Linked DNA regions of Gadus morhua: region 2 is linked to region 1. A link is a contact called in public Hi-C data. All regions are on one chromosome and are shown on one strand. Each heading gives the region's core, a stretch centred on a gene start, on an enhancer-like site or on the middle of the called end of the contact. The rest is flanking DNA. Distances are from core to core; before and after follow the strand shown.

The links. Hi-C and Micro-C count contacts between places; a contact is called where the count stands out from the background.
Region 2: a contact with region 1 is called in a Hi-C map of gill, with 4 times the contacts expected there. The contact joins the promoter of haao here to the promoter of zfp36l2 in region 1. A contact is called at or near these places in 2 of 6 Hi-C or Micro-C datasets (gill and heart).

The regions. Positions count from the first base shown.
Region 1 is chr15:16,443,848-16,450,383 of gadMor3.0, forward strand. It overlaps zfp36l2 (zinc finger protein 36, C3H type-like 2), which reads left to right and starts at 4,021. Exons shown (of 3, transcript XM_030378591.1): 1 at 4,021-4,319; 2 at 4,550-4,964; 3 at 4,967-6,536. The coding sequence starts at 4,272. The coding sequence ends at 5,766. It overlaps thada (THADA armadillo repeat containing), which reads left to right. Exons shown (of 38, transcript XM_030378590.1): 37 at 999-1,174; 38 at 1,439-2,055. The coding sequence ends at 1,753.
Region 2 is chr15:16,652,380-16,658,915 of gadMor3.0, forward strand. haao (3-hydroxyanthranilate 3,4-dioxygenase) reads left to right here and starts at 2,296. Exons shown (of 10, transcript XM_030379042.1): 1 at 2,296-2,584; 2 at 2,862-2,940; 3 at 4,029-4,112; 4 at 4,464-4,570; 5 at 4,801-4,890; 6 at 4,992-5,035; 7 at 5,202-5,347; 8 at 5,537-5,605; 9 at 5,797-5,879; 10 at 6,053-6,536. The coding sequence starts at 2,496. The coding sequence ends at 6,125. trnai-uau (transfer RNA isoleucine (anticodon UAU)) reads right to left here and starts at 1,289; the gene lies at 1,196-1,289.

The sequences.
Region 1 (6,536 bases), core at 2,771-5,270:
GCACACTCATCCCCTGATGGTGGTTAGATTACTGATTTATAGTTGCGTTTCCCAGAAGAGCTTCCAAAGCCAGAGGAAACAGACACACAGACAGACAGACACACACATTGACACACACACACACACACACACACACACACACACACACACACACACACACACACACACACACACACACACAGACACACACAGTCTGCCTCGTCGCACAGCTGTGCAACAATAACACCTGTAATTCGTTGATTGATCCGGGCCCTAGATAACGTATTGGCTGCAGATGTACCCCAGGCACCATGACTCGATACCCCCAGTGTCCCCGATGTTTAGTTTGTGATCCTCTGTGCCAAAGCAGAGTGTTGAAGTGTGGGTGTATGGTGTGTTCTGCATGTTCATTCCCTGCGCCGGTCCAGGGCCCAGAGACAAAAGCCCTGGAATCAGCAGGGGGGGGGGGGTTGTCTGATTTTTAATGAGTACAGTCAAACCCCCCCCCCTCACCCCCCACCCCCACCTCGCCCCACCCCTTACTAAGCAGTAACTGTCAGACGAGCCCTTGTGGTTGGTTTACCACGCCGCCCATCAAAGGCACAGAGACATTCCTGTGTGCTGCTTCATCTCCCAGGCGACCTGGCCTAGTGCTCACGTGCCCTCTAAGAAATCGACAAAATATATTACAATAGTTTATCTATTTAAACAGTTTTCCTCTATAGTTTGTTTTTGTAATTGATATGCTACGTGAACTTATATTGTGTTGAGTTTAATGTGACAGCCGGGACCTGTATGCTATGAGACCATATGGTCATTTCAGTGTGCTGCAGCCACTTGGTCATTCCCATGTTTTTATGAACTTTGCTGACATTGAGTCTGAACGCATGTGGTTTTTTGATGTGCTATGTGAATGTATACTAATGTCAGTGCAGTGTGAGGTCCTGTGTGAGGTGAGGACCTCCACAGGGCGCCCTGTGAACGTATTGAAATAGTTGTTTCACCTGTTCACTGTGCAGATGTGGCCGGCGTGAGCGTGTCCCCCTCGGTGGCGCTGGACCAGGGCGTGGGGGCGCTGTGTGCTCTGCTGGTGGTGTGGGGACAGGAGCGGGCCGGCCTGCTGACCCTGGCAGAGTGGCTGCTGGGAGATGAGGAGCGCACTCGGGAAACCGCCAGTGAAATTCCTTCAAGTCTGGTAAGATCTGGTTTGGTTTTCGTTTAGATTGAAGTGTTTCTGTGATTTGGTTGTCTAGCCCTAGAAGGACTTTCGTCCTCGTGATGTAGAATAGAAATGGTGGGAGTCTGCAGAACAAGATTACACAGAGGGACGCCTTTTCATACTTCTAAAACAACAATCCGCAAGGCTGGGGTTCTCATTGCTAATGATTGGGCGTTTAATTGTACATTCAGTCCCAGTGGGGGACACTCTATCGACTAACTCCTGCCCGTCTACATTCAGGATGAGGAGGACGAGTTCCTCTTCGAGAAGGGTGAGCTGAACTTGTGGGCGGAGCCTGTGCAGTGGGCCAGGCTGCTTCACAGACACCTGATCGCCCTGACCGCCACCCTAGGCACAGAGTCCCGCGGGCCAGGCAAGGATCGGCTCCGCACTCTGCGGATACAGGTGCAGGCCCTCACCCTGGATGCCGAGCAGGCTCTGGAAGCCCTGCCGGGCCCACTGCCCCAGTTCTCGTGCGCGGTGGAGCACGCACGGCTGGTGCTGCGGCAGGCGAGGGCCACGCTGGCCCTGGACGTGCTGGAGAGGCTGATGTAGCAGAAGAGAGGAAGCCTCATGAAGGAGGCCAGCCGGGTTGTAGCCTAAAAACAGGAAGTTATGTTTGTGGCCTATCAGGAGCATGTAGCGACACTTATACTTTACAGACTCCAAATTGAAATAAAAAAAGCCAGCAAGATTGTTGGTCAATATTGAACCTCCGCTTTCATTTGGATTATTTTGTACTTCTGATTTTTCATACCGGAAATGTACTGTTATCCGCATGTTATGTTGTGTACTTGTCTCTTTTTACATAATAAAAACTTTCTGAAGTTGATTGTCTGGCTAAGACGCAACAAAAACGTGTGTGTGTGTGTGTGTGTGTGTGCGTGTGCGTGTGCGTGCGTGCGTGTCGAGACCATTCTTCTCTCTGTATTCAGCATTGCTCATACACTGTTGCCTTGTGCTTTGCTTCCGCACAGCACCTGGGCCCCTGTCCTTCTCTATAAACGCGTACTCCTGGCAGGGCTTTAGCCTTCAGCCAACTACCTGAAGCACTACTCTAAGAGTGCTTAGAGAGAAGCTGTTATGAGGAACAACGGGCGGGTCGTTTCAGGTGAATGTATAATTGTATACGTTTCCAACTGTTGTGAGCTTGTGGCTGAATTTCACTGTTTATGTGAGCCGTTATTGTCCGGTTATATTTAATTTGCGCGCAGTGCTTCCTGGAGAGGGCAGGCTCCTCTTTATGATCCCCTCTAGTCTTCCTGCTTACATAATTAGGAGGACTGGACAATGGACCAGTGTCCTGTGTGTGTGTTTGTGTATGCACAAGGCCACATTTCCTGCCTGTGTAGATCGACGCAACTGTACTTTTTTGCCTCCCTTATCCTCTCAGAGCAGTGTTCAGTGTGGAAGAAGTGACGTAAGGTTTTGAATGCCTGGAGCTACCATCGCCAATTCTACATTTGTTGGAGCAAGTGGCCGGAGTCTGGGGGAGTGAGATACTGTTTCCTTTGGGAGTTTGACATGTTTTAAGGATCTCTCTTGCTGCATGTGTCTGTGCCTATAGTATTAAAAGTCATTCATCACGAGTGGCCCGAAAGCTGAAATAGGCTGAGGGCTGTTCCAACACTAATTTTAGGGTTGCTCGTAGTAGGATTCCAAGCTGTTATGTCATTTGTTTTTCACTCCATGCTATTTTTCCTGTTTTCCATCTCCTTACTCTCTTAACTGTGTATGACCACGCTGTAACTTATTGTTCTGTGTGGAAGACGCTTTGGGTTACCAAACATGTTGGAACTATATGACATCACAAGAATGCATGTACTTTGTTGAAATGCTTGTTTGTCTCCTACATCCTTAACTGAATACTGACTTTAGGATAAACAATGATGAATTCATTTCCATAAAAAAAGGTAAAGGTCGGTGTTTTCATGAAACTACACAAGTTGTTTTAACATAATGCCACTATCAGGGTTAAGATATTTTATTTGAATTGATATGCTTCTACAAAGCCCACCGCTCAGCAGGGGGCGCCCTTGACTGTCTAAATAAATGCAGAGTTCGCTCTGATGGGGGCAGTCTTGCTCCGCTCTGATATATTCCAGTGGAAACGCACATTCCTTCATTGTGCTGCAGAGTTAGTTGGAACCGAGTTAAGATTTTAGAAGTTTGAAAGGATTCTTAATAAGGCCATTTAATAAATCTGTTCACAATACATGTTGATACATGAAGTCTATATAATTTATCTATTTCCTCAATATTTGAAAGTTTGACCTTATAAAAACCTACAAAAATAGGTAATGTGAGTCGAGAAACGTATTGGTCCGTGCATAGTTGGCCGAAGTGGTTACTGAGTCCGAGAGTTGATTACGCAACCACGGACTTCTAAATATTCTCCTGCACTCTGTCTGTACACTTTACCCTTCATACTTGTGGTCTCGCAGAATCCACTGGCGGGGGGTTTGTGTGTGTGTGGTGGCGAACGGGTGAGAGGGAGCACAAACTCTTCGTCCACAATAAATGTTTTTCTTCTGAAATGAGAGTCCATTCAATTTAACAACATACTTTATTTGAGTGACTCATTTCACCGCTTACTCGAAATCAAACCCAACTTCCAATCCGTTGGGTGATATGACGGGGGAAAAAACAACTGAAAAAGGGAGAGCTGGCATAGGGTTTCCACAAAGGCGTGGTGTAAAAATAGGCGGCCCGCCACCAGTGAATGGAAGACTTCGGGGAGGTGGCGTGTTCAGAAAAGAGCCCCACATAAAGTTTAACTACAACTCCACAAGGCCCCTCCCACCTTGTGTTTATATACATGTGCAGGCGGAGAGCGGTCAGTGAAGCACTCTGGTTCAGCGCTTCTCAAAGGGGACAAGCGACTCGATCATAACAACCTGAAACTACTTCTCCCCGTCTGTCCTTTTTTTTTTCACTCGCTGCCAGTACTGGACTTGCACATCAATATTTAAGACTTCAAATACACCAGTCGTGGCACATTCTGCGCCAGTCGCGTTTAAGGATCCTGGTCGATCCTCCATGAACGAGAGAACACGACAGTAAACTTTTGGAGATGTCTTCTATTTTGTCCACGTTCTACGACATTGAGATGCTTTACAAGGTATGCATTACAAACCATTCATTCCACCACTTCAAATCGCGGTGCTGGTTAACAGTCGTAACTTGGAATGCATGCCTATTTTCTTGCATCGCAGCCCTTGTGCTGATCATTAAATTCAGCTAACCTGTGGATTTTTGCAATGTCACGTGAGGCTTAGCCCACACTAGTTTATTTCAGGGGAAGGTGGCAAATATTGTAACTGACTTCCACGTTTTCTTCTTTCTCTCCAGCAACAGGAAAAGGGCTTGAACATGAACGCCATCCACATCAACAGCCTCCTGGACAAGAAGGCGGTGGGCGCTCCGGTCCCCACCTCGAACTCCAGTCACTCCTTTTCGCCGGGATTTTTCCGCAGAAACTCGATGAGCAACATGGACTTGATGAACAACGGCAACAAGTTCCCCGTGAGCGCGTACAACAGCCTAAAGGAGAATATGGCAGGCAGCAACTGTGCCACGGCCCTCATGAACAAGGAAAACAAGTTCCGTGACCGCGCTTTCAGCGAGGAGAGCGTGGATCGCAGCTTGGACCGCAGTCAGGCGCTGCACAATCTGCAACAGCAGAAGTCGGGCTCGCAGATCAACTCGACCCGCTACAAGACCGAGCTATGCAGGCCCTTCGAGGAGAACGGCGCCTGCAAATACGGCGAAAGTGCCAGTTCGCCCACGGCTACCACGAGCTACGGAGCTTGTCTCGCCACCCCAAGTACAAAACCGAGCCCTGCCGCACCTTCCACACAATTGGCTTCTGTCCGTACGGGCCCCGGTGCCATTTTATCCACAACGCCGACGAGCGTAGACCGGCCCCGGCCAACGCCAACGTGCAAGGGGAGCCCAACAATAAGTCTGCCCGGGAGCTGTGCGGCTACGGCCAGCGGGACACCATGTCACACCAGTCCAGCTATAACCAGAGGGAAAGACCAAAGCTCCACCACAGCCTCAGCTTCTCTGGATTCTCATCCCACCATGGCCTCGACTCTCAAATGCTCGATGGCCCCATGTCGCGCACCCCACCACCGCCTTCATCTACGTCCTCGTGCTCTCCGAGCTTCTACGAGGACGCGCTGTCGCCCAACTCCATGTCCTGCGTCAACAGTGCCTTCAACTTCCAGGGACAGGACTTAAAAGCCCTACTGGCCCCTTTGACCGTGCACAACCCAAACGCCTTTGCCAACCACTCCAACGGCGCCTTCTATGGGAACCTCCAGAGCAACATGTGCCCGCCTTCACCCACCTTCAACATGAGCCACTTGCAGTCCATGCGCCGCCTGAACGAGTCGCCGGTGTTCGAGCCTCCCTCCAGCCCGCCCGACTCCCTCTCCGACCGGGAGAGCTATGCGAGCGGGTCCCTCAGCTCCTCTGGGAGTCTCAGTGGCTCCGAGTCACCGAGTTTGGACGCTGGGAGACGGTTGCCAATCTTCAGCAGGCTGTCGATTTCCGATGACTAAATCATTCTATCTTTTGTTCGTGCTATCGGCAACGGATGAGAACTATCCATATTCTGGCATTAGTTTTGTTTTCTATGTAACATGATAGCTGTATAAAGTAGATAGCAACAGAAGGCATTCCACCAGTGCCTTGCCTAAGGGCTGTGATTTAGAAACAGCCCCCTTGCTCTATCAGGCAAGACACACTTTTCCTTGGATAGATGTGTAAAATGACTTGACAAGTTGAGACTGTAAGCGGTTTCAGATTTCTTCCATCCTGCCAAGAATATGCCTTGACTCAAAGTAAAAAAAAAAAAAAAACTTTTTTTTTTTACCTGAAAGCTTCAATTTCCATTCCAGAACTGAATTGTCTCATAGCGCCACCCAGTGGTTTGTTTGGTTAGTCTAATTTGTTGCTTGGTTTAAAAAGCACTCGAGTTTGGTCGGTTTGGGGGAAATCACTGCTGATGGTTGGATCTATATATATTTTTTTTTTAGCTGTTCGAGTGATTACATAGCGGTGCTGACTTGCTATGGACTATTTAACTTATTTATTATCTTGTGAAAAAGTATAGGCTACATTGGTAATTTGTGACCATACTGTATTTATCAAGTATGATGAAGCAATAGATCTATATTCTTTTATGTTTAAATTATGATCGCCATTATTAATCTGCATAAAGTGGAGTGTATGTTTCTTTCACAGTAATATATATATATATATTTTGGTTGTTTTTCCTCTTTTTTTTTTTTTTTGTAACTTCACTTAGTTATTTTTTATTGTAAATGAG
Region 2 (6,536 bases), core at 1,046-3,545, 210 kb after region 1:
AAAAAATATATAGCATATAAAGTGGCTGGTAAAAAAGATGAGTGGCTGGTCGATTTTTAAATCTACCTGCCACAGTGGGCAAAATAGTTAATTTCCATCTCTGACACACACACACGCACGCACGCACGCACGCACGCACGCACGCACACGCACACACACACACACACACACACACACACACACACACACACACACACACACACACACACACACACACACACACACACACACACACACACACTAACATACTCATTGTATTATCATTCAAACATCCGGCAGAGCCAATCATATTCCAATGTTCAAATTATGGGAGGAAGCCCAACCAACCCGAAGCATTGACAGCAGCGACATCTATTGGAATGATAAAGTACAGCAATTTGTTTATTTTCCTTAATTTATTGCTGAGTAATTTTTGGTACACATTTTAATCTATTTCTGTCTGGCTTATGTCGCATTGTATAAAATGAAGAACGAATGATAGTCAGCTATAATAAGCTGAACTTATGACTCCAACCTATTATTTACATGATAATGTGTTTTATATACATTTATCATTTTGTTTATATATTTAGACAAAAAATATGTGTGTATGTCTGGTAAATAAAAACATAAAAAACAGATTATGAATTCTCAGAAAATAAATAACTATTGGTTATGCAAATGTTTTTTTCAAAGAAATGTGGGGAATAATTTAGCAAAAAAGATTGATGGAGAAATACTGCCTCCTATCGATAGTAAGAATAAACTACTATTTTAGCGAGTAGCCTAATTCATAGCGTCTCGATCTTACGATTTATATTTTATTTGAATAGCTTCAAGCAAATTAATAGTTGCTTAATTATTTGGTAATGAAATATATATCCATACAACAATTTACAATATTGAATATTGTGTGTATTTTAAACAGAAGATGGAATGGACTCCTATTTTACAAAACACAATAACGTAACATTACAGACTTAAACAATGAATCAAGCAATTTAACAATATCCGGGCATGTCATCATGTTTCACAATCAATACATAGGTGCTGAAAGAGAACGCTAAAAATGGCAAAGAACAGGGTACAATTACTCAGATTTATTCCCTGCGATTTTGTGAGATAACGCGTTTGGATTGTTAGCGTCAGCTATTTAACAGACATAATTTAAAATGGCATGGAATAAAAGGTTGATTATCGATGTTGCTAAAAAATCTGCTCCAGGTGAGGCTCGAACTCACAACCTCGGCATTGCTCTACATTGTACTGTCATATAAGTACCGCGCGCTAACCGATTGCGCCACTGGAGCTTCGCTGAAAGCCGGTCAAATTTAGCTTTATGAATGATTTATACATTGAAGTATCAGACCAATATTAAATTTAAGATACTATTGCCAGCTACTTCGTAATATAGCCTTGGTGTTGGACGCCAATGCTATAGATTTAACAGTTTCTACAACATGAATTTAACTTAATCTGTTGATTGCAGATGATGACGAAACATCATTATGCCTATCGTCTATTATAATTTAAAAATTACACTAGGCACACTCGGCATGAAAGTTTGGGGAAAATAAATATGTGATTTGCGTAGGTTCGTAGTCCTTAAAATCAGTAAGTGCGTGTGTTTATGTGTGCGTGTGCGTGTGTTCGCGTATGCAAGTATGCGCGTGTGCGTGTGTTGATTAGTTCAGCAGACACACAGTCGACATACACTCGGTAAACAGTCCAGGGTAACCTTTACCTTTGGTCTCTGTGAACCAAAGCCCTTCCCCCTTACACAACTTCTGCATTCTGGAATGTGGTTGTTATCCTACTATGGTCGAAAAATTATCGAGACTTCAAGGAACATCTTGCCCAAATGTTTGATGCCAGTGTGTGGCGTGATTTTTGGAAGGATGAGGCTGCATTTGAGATTACCGTTTATTCAAGTATGAACAGTCTGGCAAGCAGCTACAGTATGTGCACAGGAAGATTCAAACCACATGTCTAATGAGCCGCGTGTGTGTGAGAGTATTTATACAGCTGCTATGGTTATACATGGATCAAATGTTGTTTATATTGTTCATTTTTACAAATCTATACCAAACTTTAACTTGTATATCTGTATTTTTATACACAAACGTGATGACTTTGTCAGAGAGGGTCAATAAAATAAACTTGACACGAGGCATTTGCTAAATCTTTTAATGATTGAGTTAATGCTTTGACATTATACTAAAAACGAATTGAATTAAAAACAATAGCCAATGGCGGAATAAGGTGGATACTGAGAATACAGGGCGGGAAGATAATGAGGAACGGGAGTGACCCCGTAGTTTAGAGCGTTGCGATTGGACTGTTGGCATGTTGGGGGAAGCCACACAAGAGGACTATAAAGCACTTATTTGCTAACCAAATCAGGTGTTGCTGTTAGTGTTACTTCATGCAAGTGGTAAGAAAGCCTTTATCTTTCAAACATAGTCCTTTTCTAGCTCTTGTATTTTGTTGCAAACGCGTTGTTGTGGGTCACAATCATGTCGGCAGGTCCTCTGTTTGTCAACGTGAACAAATGGATCTTGGATAATGAGAATGATTTTCTACCACCAGTATGCAACAAACTAATGTGAGTAAAGTATGTTTCACTTCCTTAATTCAATGTAATGGATGACCAAACCTGATAGAAGCACATTGTTTATAAACTCACGTAACACATCCAATGACATGTAATTTCTGGCACTTTCTCCATCATTTTATGAAAATAAAAGTTGGCTTCTAGGCCTAGCTTACTTTTTGTTCTGTTGAAACATGTCAATGTTGTATCTCAACGCTAATAATTAACAGCGGGGTACAACGGTTGCGTTCAATGTGTATTGTAATGATTTCAACTCTCTGTGCCCCAGGCACCAACAGCAGCTGAACGTCATGTTCGTTGGAGGACCCAACACAAGAAAAGACTATCACATCGAGGAAGGAGAAGAGGTGAGAGAAAGGGCCCCGAGAACCCCCCTCCGCAAGAGACCCTCTCAGCTCAGTCAAGGCGCTCACCCAATTCAGAGGGCGTTATTAGCATAGAACATTCTAAAACAAGATCCAACTAAAGATAAAATAAAAAGGGATATGAAAAGTCTGACCATTTAAATATATAATATAATTGTCTGAAATACAATATAGTACCAATGTACAGTAAATGTACAGTAAACATTTCATACTATAATATAAGATAATGAGGTTATGGTCAGGAGAATTTTGAATAATCAAACATTTCCTGGAACTGAAATGCTTGTTTATTTCTCAGTTCTTTCTGTATTCAATCAATTAAAAATCTCACGATTTCCCTGAAACAGAATGTTGCAAATATTGACTTAAGTCTGTTCAAACAGTCCCCTCGAGCATTCCTTATAATCTGATGGGCCCAAAGTATCATGACTGTGGATGACTTTAATGGACATCTAGGTAGGCAGGAAAATGCATCTCAAAACATTAGATACCTGTGATAAGAACTAATATTATTTTGTCGTTATTTCGTCATTTAGTATAGATATTAAGTTGTTGATTGTTTTTTGATTTTATTTAAGTCATTAAGTAACTAAATATGATATAAAAGTATATATAGGGTTATATATATACACTGTACACATATTGTAGGCCTATAATATAATAAGCATAAGTTACTATCAGTGTGGGACAATATGCCTCAGATTTTTTTCTGATAGTTATCGTATAAATATATAATGGCCACTTCAATCCAGTTAATAAACACCGGCAATTCTGAAATATTTCACCTGCACACTGACATAATATTCATTGATGTGTTGATGACACTTGACAATATAATATCAATTCAGTTGATTTTCTTTACCGACCGATAGTTCTTCTCTCATTAAGATGGTTGGTTTAAGAATTTACTCAAGATATTTAATGCACTAATCACTAGAGGGGTTCAATATCACTGCACAAATCTGAACAACATTAATGACCCTCAAACAATAGCTTGTTTGTCTCAACCAAAATAGGCAGAAGAATTTTGGTCGCTGGTCTCTTATCACATCTTATTTCTGTCTTACCAGATCTTCTACCAGCTGAAAGGAGACATGTGTCTGAAGGTAGTTGAAAATGGAAAACACAAGGATGTGCACATCAAAGAAGGAGAGGTGAGTGTGTGCATGCATGTGTGGTTGGGTGCGTGCACGTGTGGTTGGGTTTGTGCTTTTGTGGTTGGGAGAGTGCTTGGTTAGTTGGCTGTTGTGCATTTGTGGTTGGGTGCGTGCGTGTATGCATGTGTAATTCGGTTTCGGTGTTACTCCTGATTATGCATCGCAAATTAAATCTTCAATCAAAAAGTTTCCGAACAATATTATGATGACATTAAGAGCTCCATTTTTAGAGTTTAGTCTAAACACTATCGCATTTACAGGCTAAAAATTAAATATTCCATGATTCCCTTCAGCACATTAGTACCGGCATCCAATCGATTGCTGGGCTGTTCTTATGCCCATATTTAGATGTTCCTGCTGCCGGCCCGTATCCCCCATTCCCCCCAAAGAGAAGCCAACACTGTAGGACTGGTGGTGGAGAGGATGCGGCTACCCACTGAGACGGACTGCCTGAGGTGAGCCACCTGCAAAGACTATGACCCTATCTGAGACTAGGTAATACCATGCATTTGCTATCTTTTAGCAACAATAACAATAACAAAATGTCATAATAATATCACTATTACGATATGTTTGCCAATTGACCTGTCAAATATGATATCCAATATCACATTCACTAGTATTTCATCAAATATGACTAGAATGTTTGAATTTAAAGTGGTTACGACATATTTTGTGGTTTCAGGTACTATGTTGACAATTCAACAGAAATTCTGTTTGAGAGGTGGTTCTTCTGTCAGAACCTAGGAACGCAACTGGTGCCTATAATAAAGGAGTAAGGCCAATTTCAATTTAGACTGTTCACCTTGTTTTTGACAGTATCCCTAAGAACAAAGAGAAAGTGCACCTATCTAACATAGTAACTGACTCCCTCAGGTTCTTTGCCACGAATCAGCACAAAACAGGAAAACCCGATCCAAGTGAGTTAGTTGAAATTTGATCATATTAATCTGCTCTTATATCTGCGCTTGATCCAAAAGAGGCTCCATTGTATCACAAGTGTTGTTTGCATGTGTGTGTGCGCGTGTGTATGTGTGTGTGTGTGTGTGTGATTGTGAATGTGTGTTTGTGTGTGTGGCCGATCAGACGAAATCTTCCGGCAGCCTCCGTTCCCCATGAACACCATGAACGTGATGTCACCATTCTGCTTCAAGGACTGGCTTGATAAACAGAGGGGCCCCCTGGCCGCCGGGGGCCACATAGACGTGTTCGGAGCGCAGTTCGAGACTGAGGTCAACCATGGTCAACTAAACCCTTCTGTTTTCTATAATTTGATTCATACATTCATACATCTCTTTATTAACCTCACAAAGCCAGCCTAAGAAAACAATCATCAGGATCTTCCTCAGGATCTTCCTCACCCACTACCAGCTAGTCCCCCCAAGTTCTCGGTATAAATGCTTTAACTACGTTCCCCGCAGGTGATTCTGTATGGAGCCGGGCAGACAGAGCTGTGTATGAAACAAAGTGATGCTTGGATTTGGCAGCAGGTGCGTGAATCACATCCATGTTTCCGTCTCTTGCTGTATAAGGTCACCGATAACAACCTTGCTTGCCGCTGTTGTTTTATCCCAGAGGGATATAGCAATGGCCAGTCTATGCAAGACCCAAACTGTAAACCCTTTTGTCTTGCTTTGTTCATTATTCTCTCTCTTTCTCTTCTGTGTGTGTGTCTTCCCAGGAGGGCTCGTCTACAGTAACAATAGACGATCAGGAATTTTCTCTTTCTTCTGGAGACAGTCTACTTATTCCGGCGCAGAGCCAGTGAGTGGGACATGAAATATATGCGTGTGTGTTTGTTGGCTGGCGTCTGCGTGCACACACTCGTGTTTCTCTGCCTCGGTGCTTTTAGTACTGAAATCATGAAGGATGCGTTAATAATATTTTATTGAGATGTATGAAATATTTCTTACAGTGTGTCTTTTTTTCTGCTGTAGGTATCAATGGCTGAGAGAAAAGGGTACTGTGGCCTTGTTCGTGGTTCAGGACCCAGAGAGGAAAATACATTGATCAGATGCTCTTCTTTCACAAACAAACACTCAAGAACACATATCCAACTCTATACGTTATGGTCTAATCATTTCACTGCTCGACTTTTAGGATGGATTCCAGTGCCTTGAACTGCGGTATATTCTGCCTTAACTATTCAACTTCTGTACCAAGTTGAAGAGCAAACTCTATGAAGTATTATTAAAAGTTAATTATACACTTCTTTAGAAGTACTTTCAGTGTTAGTACTCCAAGAGGAATTGCAATTGATTTGTATTACTTAATTTGTAGCCATCCGACTTTGTTCTTATTGTCCTTATATAAAGGGTTAGTTATAATTAGGTTAGGTATAATCAAATTGTTATTATATTTGCTTTCACAAATAATGTGAGAGCAAGCCTAATGTTGAAAGAAATTAGCAAATAAGTGAAC